Linked DNA regions of Canis lupus: region 1 is linked to region 2. The links are chromatin contacts, called in public Hi-C maps. All regions are on one chromosome and are shown on one strand. The core of a region is the stretch at or near the end of the contact, and the rest is flanking DNA. Distances in the headings are between cores, read along the strand shown. Region 1 holds the start of ARPC5 (actin-related protein 2/3 complex subunit 5). Region 2 holds the start of NMNAT2 (nicotinamide/nicotinic acid mononucleotide adenylyltransferase 2).

Evidence for each region. A called contact is a pair of places that touch in the nucleus more often than the background predicts.
Region 1: a Hi-C map of blood shows a contact between it and region 2, with 2.7 times the contacts expected there. The contact joins the promoter of ARPC5 here to the promoter of NMNAT2 in region 2. A contact is called at or near these places in 3 of 9 Hi-C or Micro-C datasets (amygdala and blood).

The regions. Positions count from the first base shown.
Region 1 is chr7:16,861,713-16,868,698 of UU_Cfam_GSD_1.0, forward strand. It overlaps ARPC5 (actin-related protein 2/3 complex subunit 5), which reads right to left and starts at 4,930. Exons shown (of 4, transcript XM_038542275.1): 1 at 4,611-4,930; 2 at 2,169-2,241. The coding sequence starts at 4,753. RGL1 (ral guanine nucleotide dissociation stimulator-like 1) reads left to right here and starts at 5,223. Exons shown (of 18, transcript XM_038542279.1): 1 at 5,223-5,626.
Region 2 is chr7:16,698,176-16,705,228 of UU_Cfam_GSD_1.0, forward strand. It overlaps NMNAT2 (nicotinamide/nicotinic acid mononucleotide adenylyltransferase 2), which reads right to left and starts at 2,494. Exons shown (of 13, transcript XM_038542274.1): 1 at 2,198-2,494; 2 at 257-393. It overlaps SMG7 (protein SMG7), which reads left to right and starts at 2,970. Exons shown (of 23, transcript XM_038542263.1): 1 at 2,970-3,157.

The DNA of each region.
Region 1 (6,986 bases), core at 3,680-6,179, 170 kb after region 2:
ATGGACATGGTGCAGCCCAGGTGGCTCAGCCATCAGCCCAGGGTGTGATCCTGGGGATCCGGGTTCGAGTCCCACATCAGGCTCCTGTGTGGAGCCTGCTTCTCCCTCTGCCTGTGTATCTGCCTCTCCCTTTCTCTGTGTCTCTCATGAATCAATAAATAAAATCCTTAAAAAAAAAAAAAAAAAGACCTGATGGACATGAAAGAAGAATCCTTAGGGGTATTTGAGAAAAGTATTCAGAGGAAAGAAGGAAAGAACATGTGCTGTCACTGTATGTTCAGGGTGTTCAAGGAAAGCAGAAAGATCCCTGGTAGCCAGCGACATGGTGGAGGAGTAGGACAGGTCAGGAGGTAGCCGAAGACAGACCACGTAAGCCCTCGCAGGCCGCTGTGAAGACTGTGGCTTTCATTAAGAGAAAGGAGAAGATGTTGGAAGATATTGAGAACAGTGATAGAATCTGACCTGTGTATGAGATAACAGTGATATAATCTGACTCTGGCTGCCATGTTGAGGATGAGCTGATGGGAAGTTGGTGAGGGGCAGGGGACAAGGCTGGGAGACCAGTCTGGAAGTTACTGCAATAACATAGGCTGGTTTGGGCTAGCATGGTAGCTCAGGAGAACGACAGATTCTTGACATGTTTGAAGGAGAGCTGAAAGCATCTGCTTACAAAGAGATATGGTAATTTTCCAACTTTATTAAGTCGGCATTTAAATTTTACTTCTTGACCTCAGAGAAAACCCCAAAGACAAAGACAATGAATTGCAGTTCTACCTTGAACCATCCTTCAATAATAGTTAATAAAAATAACTTTTTAAGAAAATTTAAGTTTCCTGTCTACAGTAGGTAGATATAGTGATATTCATTTATAATTTTTTTTTCTGATAAAAGGCTGCTCCAAGAGCAAAGTTATTTTTCCACTCAAGAAGCCAAGCACTTAATTAAGAACACTTAATTTACCCTTTCAACAATTTCACTTCTCCTATTCAAGAAAGAGTGATTATCTTTGGCATTCCTACTGATCAGGAGTTTACAGAATGTTTCTACCACCTATTGCTGTCTTCAGTTTAAAGACTAAGCAATTACCCAATTTAGAAAAATATTCTTACAACCACAGCTATAACTTCCCACCCACAAACTGTGATAAAAACTCACCCATATAAAAGCAGAAGGTGGTAAAATTGAAATCTCAATGACGTCCCTCACCACTTTCAAAAACCAAAGAAATGTTTCCTCTCATTGTTGCCTAGATAATTATTATGCATTTACCTAAGTTATTACTAGTACTCAAATTAAAGAGATCCTTAGGGCTCCTACAGACAATGGGGTCAGAGCTCTGGGCTTCATTTTATACAATTAGTAAGTAAGTTCTCAAGTATTTCCGGAAAGACTGTTGCAGGGAACGTTAAGTCATGTTTTTCTGAAGGGCAATTTGGCAATGCCACTTGTAACAAAAGCCTTAAAAAATGGCATTCTAAAACCCGGCAATTCGCTTCTAGGAATTTATTCAAAGGAAATAATTAACAGTTTACTCAAAATTGTTCATTTCCGTACTGTTTACAACAACAAAAGGTCAATAATCTAAATACATGACAAAAGATTAGTTATATGTAAACTGCAGCATATCTATATGCAGCCATTAAAAAAGGTGCTTATAGAAATAAACTTACTGCCAAGGAAAGATGTCCATGTATATCATTAAAAAAGCCAATTACAAAACTCCCTTTTTATTTAAAAAACAACTACTAAGAGACAAGCTCTGTAAGCATATAACACCAGAAAGTAAAGACCGATGATCTCTGGGCAGTGGGATGATGACGATTACCCCTTTTTGCCTCTCTCTGAGTTTTCTATAAACATTTAATACTTGGATAATTTAGAAAAATTTTTAAAAAGCAACCAAATAGAATCTATTTATTTTGTAAAAGTATTGTTTATTCTTCAGGCCTATGCTCCAATTCCTCGAGTGCCTCCATTAAACACACTGAAATGGTCTCTCATAACTCAGTATTAGAGTGAGATTATTTTCATATGTAAATTTTTACCTAACAAACTACACAGAGTAAGCTCCTGTATGTCAAAGACAATAAACAGTTAAACTATTTGTTGATTCCATGATACTTCAGAGGATTTTGGAAAGAATGCTAAGACACCAGCGTCTGACTCACCTTCACGGCCTGACTCTTGGTGTTGATAGGGGGATTTTTCAGAGCTGCCTGTAGGGCGGCTGTCATGTTTCCTGTGATGGAGGTTAAGGGGATAGCAGCAAAGGGGAGCCTTCAGAAAAACATCGGAACTACCAGGTATCATTGGTTCTTAAGACTTGACTTTATACGTAGAAAGAAAAATTACCACGATCGCTATGTTCAATATTGGAAAACTCAGTATGTTGGTTTCAAGGATGTCAATCACATGTAAAACACAGAGAACATAAGAGGAGGTAATAAGGCAAAGACCAGTTCCGGCCTGGCTCTAATTACTAAATGAACACTTCGAGAGCCTTTTATTTTCCAGTAAGACACATATGAAACATTATTCAGAGTGATACGTATATTTTAAATTACATATCTACGTATTAGAATTATTAGGTCCCCAAATGAAACAGCATACCCTCAACCAAAATGTCTTTTTATGTGATTCTTAACTGGAAAAATATGGACCAAACTTTTGCTAGAATTATATTCTATCTTAATTGAAATACTTGTAGAAAATGCTGGTAATTATTCCAGCACTCTACATGATACACATTAGTAACCTCTCAATATTAACAAAAGATCTAATAATTCAATGTCCTTTAGGCTGTAGCTTAATTTTTCTGTTTTGCATATTTTCTCTTATACTTCCAAAAAGGTCATTGACACTGTTTTAGGTCATACCTATTAAATTTAGTCTTTGAAAGCACCAGTGAGTTAGCAAGTATGAGACACGGAAGGCCAATCAGACTGTCAGAATATACAGTCATTCCCCTAAAAGGAAAACCACAGAGTTCATTTGTTCCTCCATCTGTAGTGCCTGACTAGAGCTGGTCTCTTCTGGTTGCAACAAGAGAAGAGACAATATCTTTTAAGATAAAGAGATTAGAAAGCAGATCCATTTTATGGATCCAGCCGTACCAGTTGAGAGTCAGCACCCATCAACCTAAAGTTAGTTCACAAAACGTCATTTATCCATTACAAAGAATGTTTTCAGACAGAATAATGTTCATTGCTTATGTTTGGAAAAAAAAGAACAAAACAAAACCAAAACACCCCAAAACAAAAACCCCCTATGGCTGGTGGTAAGCTGTTATTTCCAAGGCTTAACAAACTTCTAGAAAAGCTTCCTTTGGCAGACTGGCTCATTTTTAAGACCTTAAAGCACTTACGTATTTAAATAATGCAACAGAGCAACAGCTGACTGTGAGAGTTGTGGAAATCAAAGAAACATCTGTATGTTGGTAAATGTTTAATGCTGTATTTTAGGTGCCTTTAAGACTAGATATAGTCACAACCAATATTTTCACTCCTATTTCCCCATTATACTTTAATAGAACATTGATGAGGAGAGGTTTAAAAAGTCTTCCCTATCTTATGAATACATTCAAGAATAATTAGAAGTGAGTGAATTCAGTAATTGAGAATCTCTAGAACTACAGCTTTAGCTGTTGCAACATTTACATTTTTCTAAAAGAGATGTGGTGCCAAATACTCGCTCAACACTGATGAATATTCAAATATGCAAAAAAAAAAAAAAAAAAAAAACAACACCAAAAACCCCAGGAACTGACAGCCGCATTTTAACTGAAATGGAAATGGATTTCAGGATTGCAAAAAATAAAAAATAAAAAAAATAAAAAATGATGCTGCTTTGCGCAAAATGACTCATCGTCTATTTTGCTCATCATCTACTTTATTCACTGGGGCTTATCTTAAATATTTCCAGGGATTCTCCACCTGCCATCCCTGTGCATTGTCCCCTTGCTTCGCAGGTAGAAGCCTCCAAGCTTCCTTGTCGGGAGCTGGCCGTTTCGTACTCACTCCGTTTCCCCGGGGCTAACACATTCGTATCTGCAACAAATTCCTTTCTCTGTAAATAACTATAATTATTAAAAGGGCCCAGGGGCTAAAAAGGCCAGGGGGCCTCGACCGTGCACACCGCCCCATGCCTCCCCGCGAGGAATGAACTCTCCTAACGCGGCCGAAGAGCGAACCGCCAGCACCACGACGCAGGCAGCCCGCTCCCCGCAATCGCACACCTCCGGAGGGGCGGGGGGACCTCCGTGACCTCGGGCCCGGGCCCCTGCCCCTCCCCCCGGGGCCGGCGGACAGCAGCCGAGGCCTCCCCTCCGAGCCCCGAGGGCGCGGCCGCCCCGCCGCTTCCCGGGGCAGCGACTCGGGCCGCCACCTGAGGAGTCGGGGCGGGGGCGGGCTCCGGGGTGACCCGGGGTGACCCGGGGTGACTCGGCTAGACGCGGGAGCGCCCCCGGCCGCCCGTCCGGCGGACCCCGCAGGGCCAGAGCCGCCGCCCCTGCCCCGGGAGCGGCCCGGCGGGCGGGGTCCCCGGGCGGGGTCGCGGGGTCCCGGGGCGGGGCGGGGCGGGAGCGCGGGGAGGCCGGCAAACGCCAAGGATATTGCCGCAGGCAGGAGTCCACCTCGCCTTCGTCGGGCCCGGCCTGCCCGTCGCCCCCGTCCTCCTCGTCCACGAACTTGTTCTCGTCGTACTCATCCACGTCCACCTTCCGGAACCGGGCCGACGACACCGTGTTCTTCGACATCGCGAGCCGGACCGGCGGCCTAAGCCTCCTCTCGGTGCTGCCTCGCCCTCGGGAAGCGCAGCCCACCAGGAACCCGCAGCCCGGGCGCCTTCACTTCCCTCTTCCGCTCTGGGGCGTCGCCGGCAGCCGCGGCTCGGACGCTTCTGGGCCTGCGCGCTGGCGGCGCTCCTTCCTCCTCGGCGACATGCTCTCCGCCCGCCGCCCACGCCGCCCCCGCTCCTCCCGGGCGCGCGCGCGAGGGACGGCGCGCCGGGCGCAGTGCGCAGGCGCGGGCTCGCGGCAGGAAGGGGGCGGGGCGGGGCGAGGGAGGCGGGGGCGGGCGGGGGCGGGGCCGGGGGCGGGCCGAAAGCGGCGCCGCGGGCAGAGGTGAGAGGCGATTGGCCGTCCGCGGGCGTCACGTGATCCCCAGGGGGTTTCCATAGCAACGCTTCTCTGCGGTCCCGCGGAAGGGGGGCGGCGGGGGTCTTAGGCTGGCGGCTATGGGCTCTGGGGGCGGGTGGCTCCTGCTGCCGCCGCCGCCGCCGCCGCCGCCGCCAGCGACCTGTCGCCGGGGTCCTGCGTGAGGTCCGGCTGGCCCGGACTTGCCTGTGGGGTGGGATGGACTGGTGGCCGGACCGAGTCCCCTGCAGTTGGCAGGAGTATGGGGCGGAGTGATGCGCGCCCGGGCGCCCAGCGTCGGTCTAGTTGTCAGAGGCATCACTTGGGACCGTGCGCTGCCCGTGGCTGCGTTCCTGAGCCGGGAGCCCCTTTCCCGGGGCTGGAGCTACGCCGCGCGGCCAGCGGGAAGTCCCCAAGGACGGAGTCGAAAGGTCGTCTCTTATCTGGCTGTGCTGTGTGACAGCATCCCGACGGCACCTGCAGAGCCTGAACTAGGTATCATCTCCTTGGGGAGGGAGACGGAGGTTCTGGGCAAGGGCTCGCGTGGCAGACCTGGGGCGGACCTGTGGAATTTGGGGTAGGGTCAGTCACCGGCATCTTAAAAATAAGTGGTGGTTTGGAGCAAGCACGGAAGAAAAGGATAGGGGCGAGCTATGCCCTCCGGTGCTGTGGGGAAACAAAACGTGTGAGGATTAGTAGGTTTGAGATGAAGATTTATATTTGTGATTTGAGATTTATATGATCCTGCTAGGCCAGCTTTTTATTACATTGGACATCCTCGTTTCTGAGAGCAAAGCCCTTACTGAGGAGGCAAAGGCACTAACACTAAAGAAATGGTAGTTGTGCTGTGTGTGTAACACCGAAGCACAAATATTTGCAGAATAAAATTATTTTGGACATTTAGCTGGACGCTGCTCAGATAGCTTTATGTTTTCCTGACATCCTCTCAGGTCTCGTTCAATTCCACCTCTAGCAGAAAGCCAGCTGTTGCCCTGTTGATACCCCAATCCTTGGTTTCCTGTGCTGTATTGAAACGAGCCCTGGACTTAGAATCAAAAACCCTGGCTGAAGTATTGACTTCCACTCATAATCTATTTGATTGAGGCATGCCACTTAAAATCCTCAATTTCAGGTTCCTCGTTGCTAAAGTGGAGCTAATAATAACGTACTTCGCGAGATTGTTCTGAGGACTAAGTACGGGAAAGTGTTCTGAAGCTCTAAAATTCTACATAGATGCAAAATGCATGTTACTTGTACCATTGATTTTGGCGTTAGTCTTACGAATTACTTAATGACATATCATGTTTTATCTTGCTCCTGGAAGAGATCAAAAGATTCTGGAGGGCAAAGACTTGCCTTTTATTTATTTTGTATCTTGCTTTACATCTGATGTAATGCTAAGCATGCAGGCAGTGCTCAATACATTCTGGTACTCAATTATTCATTGATGAATGAATAAAATGTGAAAGGCAGTACAGTTTGAAAGTCACACTGAACATAATGAATCAGTAAGAAAAGGAAGAGAGATCTCAAAATCAAACATTTGTGGGACAGATATGCATACATATGTATATATGTATAGCTGTATCTACACTGACATATATACATAGTTGTATATGTATGTATGTGGATATATATACATGTATAAATATATGGAGAGAGACTGAAAGAGTTCACAGGAATGGAATGCACCCTTTCTTCTTGGAAGGAAGAAGCAATATGGCATTTTTCTCCTCCCAATTAAACCACCCTTCTGGAAAATTTATCATTTAGGTGATAGAAGTGACATTTCTTTAAATTAACATTCAAGTTATCTGCAAACACATGATAAAAACTCTCCCCCATACTGTTTTAA
Region 2 (7,053 bases), core at 1,244-3,743:
GTCTTTTGATGGGGGCAGTAGAAAGAGGTGAGATTGGAAAATGTACTTTAAGCAATATGTAAATTCTAGGTCATAATTTTTCTGAGGTTATTGATTTTCAAAAGTTATCTTCAAGATGAGCATTGATATTATTATTCTATCCAGTTTGTGGGGACATCGTAAGGCTACTGAAGAACTGCATAAAATTCTTAGGAAAGCTGCTATAAAATATAAAGATTATTTATATTTCTGTGTACCCCAAGTACTTTGTTCTTACCTTAATTACAGCACCCACCATACTGTACTCTTATCACTTCTCCACTCTCTGCTATGTCTACCAGAAGGTGGATTTCTCCAAGACAGGGACCCCAGGACCCTTTTTCACCATGGCGTCCATAGTAAACTGAACAGTGCCTGAAATATAATAAATGCTCAGTAAATGTCTAGAGAAAAAAGAAAAAGATTAGTGTTAAAAAAAAAAAAAGATTTTATTCACTTATTTGAGATAGAGAATGAAAGCAAGCAAGACAGAGAGATAGAGAAAGAGCTAGGGGAGAGAGGGAGGGACGGGGAGAGAGGGAGAGACAGAGAGAACCAGTGAGGGGGAGGCGCAGAGAGAGAGGGAGCAGCAGGATTTCTGCTGAGCAGAGAGCCCAAACACTGGGCTGGATCTCAGGACCCTGGGATCATGACCTGAGTCAAAGACAGACACTTAACCAACTGAGCCACCCAGGTGCCCCCGGGATTCATCTTTCTGATCCCAGCTCCCTTATTTCTGAAATGAGCAGATAGTAATATTCTCCTAGATCCCTTGGCAGGGGTGTCATGACGTATGCTCAAATACTGTCTATTGGCGACATAAGCCAGACATAAAAGATGTTATTGCGGGGATTACTAAGGGAATCATTATTTTACCCAACAGAATTTTTATTCTGGCTAAAGTCTTTTTTTTTTTTTTTTAAAGACCTGACCAACACATTTCCGGAAGGAGATGTAGGGTATTTTAGGGGCCATGTGGCAGTCCTCTCCATCCTTGGGCTCCAGAGTTGAAGGAAAAGCAGCACCTGCAGCGGAGCTGCGAGCCCTCTCTCACTAGGTGGCTCTCTTTTCCCCGAGTGGGCGCCGCCAGGGATCACACTGGCGCGGGAGGCGCGGGGAGGCGCGGGGAGGCGCGGCAGCACGACGGGCAGGGCACAGTTCACTCGCTATGTCGTTAATGATCATCTATCCTTGGGAATGTATTTCCTCCAAACGCGTGTATGTACGCGATGTCTCAGAAAGACACCGGCCTAATCTTGTAATAGGTGTGGTCACGGGGAAGGATCTTGAAAGTCTGGAAGACAGCAGGAGTCGGTGACCCAAACTCAGCCCAGACCGAAACAGCCGGGTAAAACCCCGACGTTACCCACCTGGTGGCCGCCCGGGGAGGCTCCACAGCCGCAACCCTCAAGTGCTTGGCAAAGCTGCCTAAGGGGTGCCCCAGGACGCGTTAAAGACGCGACTCGTCGACCACCCAGGACGTCCTTCAAAGCATCAGGACCCACAGCATTATTGACCCCCCCCCCATTCTTCATTTCTGGTTGTTAGCCCCAAATCTGATACCAAATGCAAATAACAGACTTTCAAAAGGATTTTTTTTTTTTTCCCTTTTCCCTCGATGCCTTGCATGGGAAGCTCGCGCCAGGCAGGGCCCAGGGTCTCCGGGACACGACTGCGGCCCGGCGGATACGGAGCGTGCAGGGCGGGGGGCCTCCGCCGGCGGCGTCCCCCCGCGTCCCGGGCTCTCCCGCCGGGAACCCCCGCGCCGAGTCCTCCGCGACGCGCTCGCCCACTAGCCCCGGCCTCCCCGCAGCGGGCGCGCGGGCTGCGGCGTGGGCGGCTCGGCAAGGGCGGCCCCCGCCCGGCAGCACAGGAACGCGGGCCGTCGGGGGCCGCTGTCCCCCCTCAGGGCCCCCGTCCGGCCGGGACCCCGCCCCGCGGCGCCCGCCGCAGTCCCGGGGAAGCCCCTCGCCCGCCCGGCCGCCCGCCTCCGGCCCCGGGCCTCTCCACGCCCCGCACGGGGACGACAGGACGCCGGGGGTGGTTCCCGCCCGCAGGCGGGTGAGGCGAACGCCTCGGGGTTCCTCCCCCCGCCCCCACCCCGCCCCCATTGTTGCGGGAAGGGGAAAGGGAAGAGGAAGTGAACTTCACCGCCCGGGAGATCACCCGGATTCCTGACCTGGGGGAGGCTTTCAGGCGGAAGGGAAGCCAAGGGGGAACCCCGGGCACTTTCCCGGGAATCCATTCGCCCCGGGAGGGTCACCCAGTCCGCGCACACTGGTTACTATGACAATACAACCACAGCCTCCAGTTGCCATGGCAGCTGTTGATCCAATCCGACCGGTTTCCTTTCTCTTCCTCCCCGGGCTCCACCCCATCCCCTTCAACAGTCTCCAGGCGTGCAGGGGGAGGGGCCCCCCAGCGGGGGAGGGGTCCTGAGCGTCACTCTCTGCGGCGCGAGGGGAGACTAGAGTGGAGGGACTGGCGGGCGGAACTGGAGGAGGGAGGGACAGCGTTTCCGGCAGGGAAGACTGGAGGAGCGGAAAAAGGAAGCGAGGAATCGGGTGGAGTGGAAAGACGGGGGAAGACTTTGAGTGTAACTCCCGGGTGATTTGGGCTCGATGTGCCCGGCGAGGCCGGGGTTGCCCCCTCGCGCGGGAGAGGGCTGGACCGGCCGGAAGCCGCCAAGCGCCTCCGGCAGGCCGCTCAGCCGCCGAACAGGGGCCTCACGGCTAGCCGATCCCAAGAGGCAGCGCCACAGAGAAGCAGAAGTCACCGGGAGGGCCGGGCGCCGCTGAAATCTCGCGAGAGGGACCCCCACTTCCGTCCTCGGCTTCTCCCCCCTCTTTCCCCCCGCCCCCTTCCCTTCTCCCTCCCCCTCCCCCCTCCCGGGTCGGAGTGTCCCTGCGCCCCACGGGCCGGAGCAGCAGCGAGAGCAGCTTTCCCCGCTCCCTCCCCCTCGCCTCACTCACCCCCACCCCCCCGCCGAGCGAGGAGGAGCCGGAGGAGAGGAAGATGGCGGCGGCCGCCAGCACCCGCGGTGCCGCGGGGCCGCTTCGAGGAGCCTGAGAGACCCACAGAGGCTTCGCGGGAAGACGCGGCGGCGGAGGATGAGCCTGCAGAGCGCGCAGTATCTCCGGTGAGTGCAGAGGCCGGTCCCGGACGCGGGGGGAGCAGGTCGAGGGTCGGGGCGCGGAGCAACAGACACGGCGGCGGGGCGGCGGGGCGGCGGGGGAGTTGCTGTGTCCTCTCCTTCCCCGGTGGGGAGGCGGGGGCTGCGAGGGGCTCCGCGGGAGGGGGCGGGGCGGGCACACTCCCGAGTGCCTGGCCCCCCGTGGGCCCGCCGGAGTTCCAGCGCGGCCAGCTCGTCCGGGTGCCGGGAAGGAGGTTAGGGAAGCGTGAGAATGTGTGTGCGCGCGCGCCCCCCGGGGTCGCAGGCTCGCTGGGGGGGGGGGGGGCGGGGGCCGCGACCCCGGGGGGGGTGGGTCTGGAGTCTGACCCCCGGGGTGAGGGGAGCGTGGGGTGGGGTGGGGCGGCGCGTGGGGCGAGGACGAGGTGGAAGTCTGCACACCTGGTGGGGGGTGGGGGGTGGGGGGGGGGGGGGGAGACCGCTGGAAACCCCAGTCGAGTCTTTATTCTTAGGTTGAAAGTGCTGAGGAATAATGTCATCTGTAGTTAGTTGGCGGGGTGGAGGTGAGAGCATAAAGAGGGGTAATGGACGAGGAAGTGAGGAAAGAGGGAGGTACTATGGACGGTGCTGTTGGGTTCCCCAGAAGAAACTGAGTTAGAATTAGTGTAGTCGGAAGATACCATTCTGAGAGTCGTGTGCATTCGTTAAGAGTGGTGTAAGGAACTTGGGTGTCGGAGGTAGAGTGACGCACGGGTACCGAGCGTGTGAGTAGGGGATGTGGGTCTGGGGTGGTGTAAAGGGAGCGACTGACCAGCATTTTAGGAAGGGGCAGATTAGGTACATTGGGACCAGGTACGTGGTGGCGAGGGCGTACTGAAAGGAAAGACACCAGCGATTGTGCAGCCAGGAAGGTTCCATGGAAGCAGAATGAGAGGTATAAGAGGGTCAAAAATCTCGATGTCAGACAAATAAAAGGTTGTTAGAGCCCAAGGTTAATTCGGGAGAATTGCTACTTCTTAGAAAAAGGGGAAGGAAGATCTTAAAACGGATCCTTTTTGTCTTTCAGGAGCAGAACTAAGGCAGGCTTATGGGAAGATCTTTAAGACAATGGTTTCATACCTTGTAGAGGAGGGAATTGAATGGGGTGTTAGAAGTCTGAAATGCGCACAAAAGTCACTTTAGCTGTGTAGTGAAGTGAAAAGTATTGATGTGTGTGATTGGCATAATCTATATGCATATTGCAAGAGAAGGTAAGTAGTAAGTGTACAGGAGGGTGGCTGTTCTACTTATGAAAGTAGTAATAGTTGCCTTAAGCAAAGTGTGGAAAAGGGAGAATGATGAGATCTTTGGATTACACTTGAATGCCTGAGTTTAACAGTGACAGGATCCACACAACACGTGTGGCCAATGACCTTAGGGTAGTTGGAATGCTATCTTTCTATCACAGTCCTTTTTCTTCACTATTATCCTTTTGTTGTTTAACTTATCAGGTAAACTTAATAAATATAGCTGTGGGAAACGTCTATGCTAGATGTTGTAGAGGGGGGATATGGGAGCCATCAGGACTGTACTTAATTTTAAGGAATTTGCAGTTTAGCGTATTAGGCAAGTAAATTAATAATAGCACAGAGCAAAATATGGCAGGTGTCAAAAAGACGCCAAGTGTCATGAGAGTCCAAAGGCAGGAGATTACCTGAGCAGTTGGGGGGTTGGGGAGTCAGGAAAAGCTTCCTTTGTTCATTTGTTAATTCATACACTCATGATTCATCAGTCATTTTGTTGATCACCTATATGGGAGGCATTGTCCCAACTGCTGAGAATAGAAAAGAACTCCACCCTCTCCTTACAGTTTATAGTTTGTTAGGTTTCAAGGAGAGAATGGCACTTAAACCATTTTAAGTTACCCGAAGGATAAGTATAATTCTGACAGTTGTGGATTGAGAATGGGGAATCCAAATGGAAGGAAACTGAACAGAGATATGAAGATAGGAAGGCCAAGGAAGGTGTTTAGTCTAGTTAAACAATGTAGGGTGATGCACCTGGAAACACTTAAATACATTTTTTTTTTTTTTATATATAGATGAAGTGTGACCCCTTCATTTTACACATGAGGGAAGTATAGCTCAATGAAGGAAAAATTGTTGAGGACCATATAGCTGGTACATGGAAGCTCTGTAACTCAAATGTAGGTCTTCCAACTCCGTATCAGCCGTACTGTGTGACATGTCTGGGCTCATCCATTCCTTCCACAAATATGTATTGAGAGCTAACTATATGTCAGTTACTCTTTTAGGCACTGAGGGTAGAATGGCGAACAAAAGAATAAACATAGGAAGGTATATTCTAGTATGATTATGCAGTCAATAAACATATGAACTGATAACCGTGTTTGTCAGGTGGTGACAAGAACTAGGAGGAAAAAGCAAGATATGGTTATCTTGTTTTATGTAGACATGGTGATCAAGGAAGACCTATTAGATCGGGTGCCCCATATTTGAGAGTCTTGAATCATGATCTGTAGTTTATAGTTAAAATGGATGAACAATGAAGAATCTGAGACAATTTGTTAGAAGAGCATTCTCGTGTTCATAGGCAGTAGGGAGATGAATCTACGTAATGCAATAATGAGCAGTTAGGACTAGAGATAGTGGAATAGAAAGGTATGAAAAGCAGACTGGGAGAGGTGATAGTTTTAATGGGAAGATTGGTTGGCTTTGAGAGGCTTCTTTGTTAATCTGTTTTATATTTCGCGAATCATCATGGCATTTAGGGAAGACTTATCTGTAGGTTGTGAAATCATTGGTAGTCCACTTGAGGTGATTTGAGTTCTTTGAAGAGGGAGAAAAGAGTGAGAATGAAACCATGTTTAAATAACTTATATTTTCCAGCTAAAGTTGAGTAAGCAAAATTGAACAGGCATAGGACCTGGAGTCTCTTAAGGATTCCTGAGAGCCAGTCGATGTAAATAAAGCAAGTCTTAGGGCTGGGACTTAGAAGGGAAAGGGTAATAAAGACTTGCATCAACCCCAATTTCCCTTTTCCTCTTCAGATAATCATTGCATTTAAAGTCTGCTGTGAGGAGGCTAGAGAATGTCTTCAGGGAAGCCTCATGTTCACTCTCTTTTCTTTGTGGAAACCAAATCTTTGGTTTTTAGACAACTTGGGAAGGATGCTAGGTATTGCTGAACAAGTGTGGTTGGGGTAATAGCAATTATTCTTTGTGACCTTGACTTTAGGGAGAGTTTTGTTGCCTACCTTTCTCAGTGGTGTAAGACCATGACTGAGCAATTTTTAAGCTGCATAGCCACAGATCTTATGTAGATGAAAATTAGCTTTGTACCAGCTGAATTAATTTGTTGGAGGGTGTCTGGTGTTGAAATGGCAGGGTGGTGGCAAACCAGGGAGTAAGATGGCCGTTTTAGAATAGTGAGATAAGTAAAAAGCATCAGTAAGATGAAGATAGAGGGGGTATTTAAAGTTATCTAGTCTTGAGTTGTAGAAATAGAACAGAGATGAAAGGAAAGAAAAACCTATCTTCTGTTTGGGAAAGAAGGTGATGTTCTAGGCAAGACAGGGTGATGACTTTTTTTTGTTGAAAGAGAATTGTCTTTTTTTTTTTTTTGAGAAGTAACATATTTTGAAATAGACGGACAAGATTCTTATATAAATGAATAAGTTTGAGAATACTTACCCACGTTTATAAAAGTAAGAAATGGTCTTAAATATGAGGGTTCTAGACTAGATATCATTGGAAATTTATTACTCAAATTGTAGAAAAAATTCAATGTTTTCTCTTCCCATTTATGACAAAATAGATTTTTTTTTTTAAAGATTTTATTTATTCATGAGAGAGACAGAGAGGCAGAGACCCAGGCAGTGGGAGAAGCAGGCTCCATGCAGGGAGC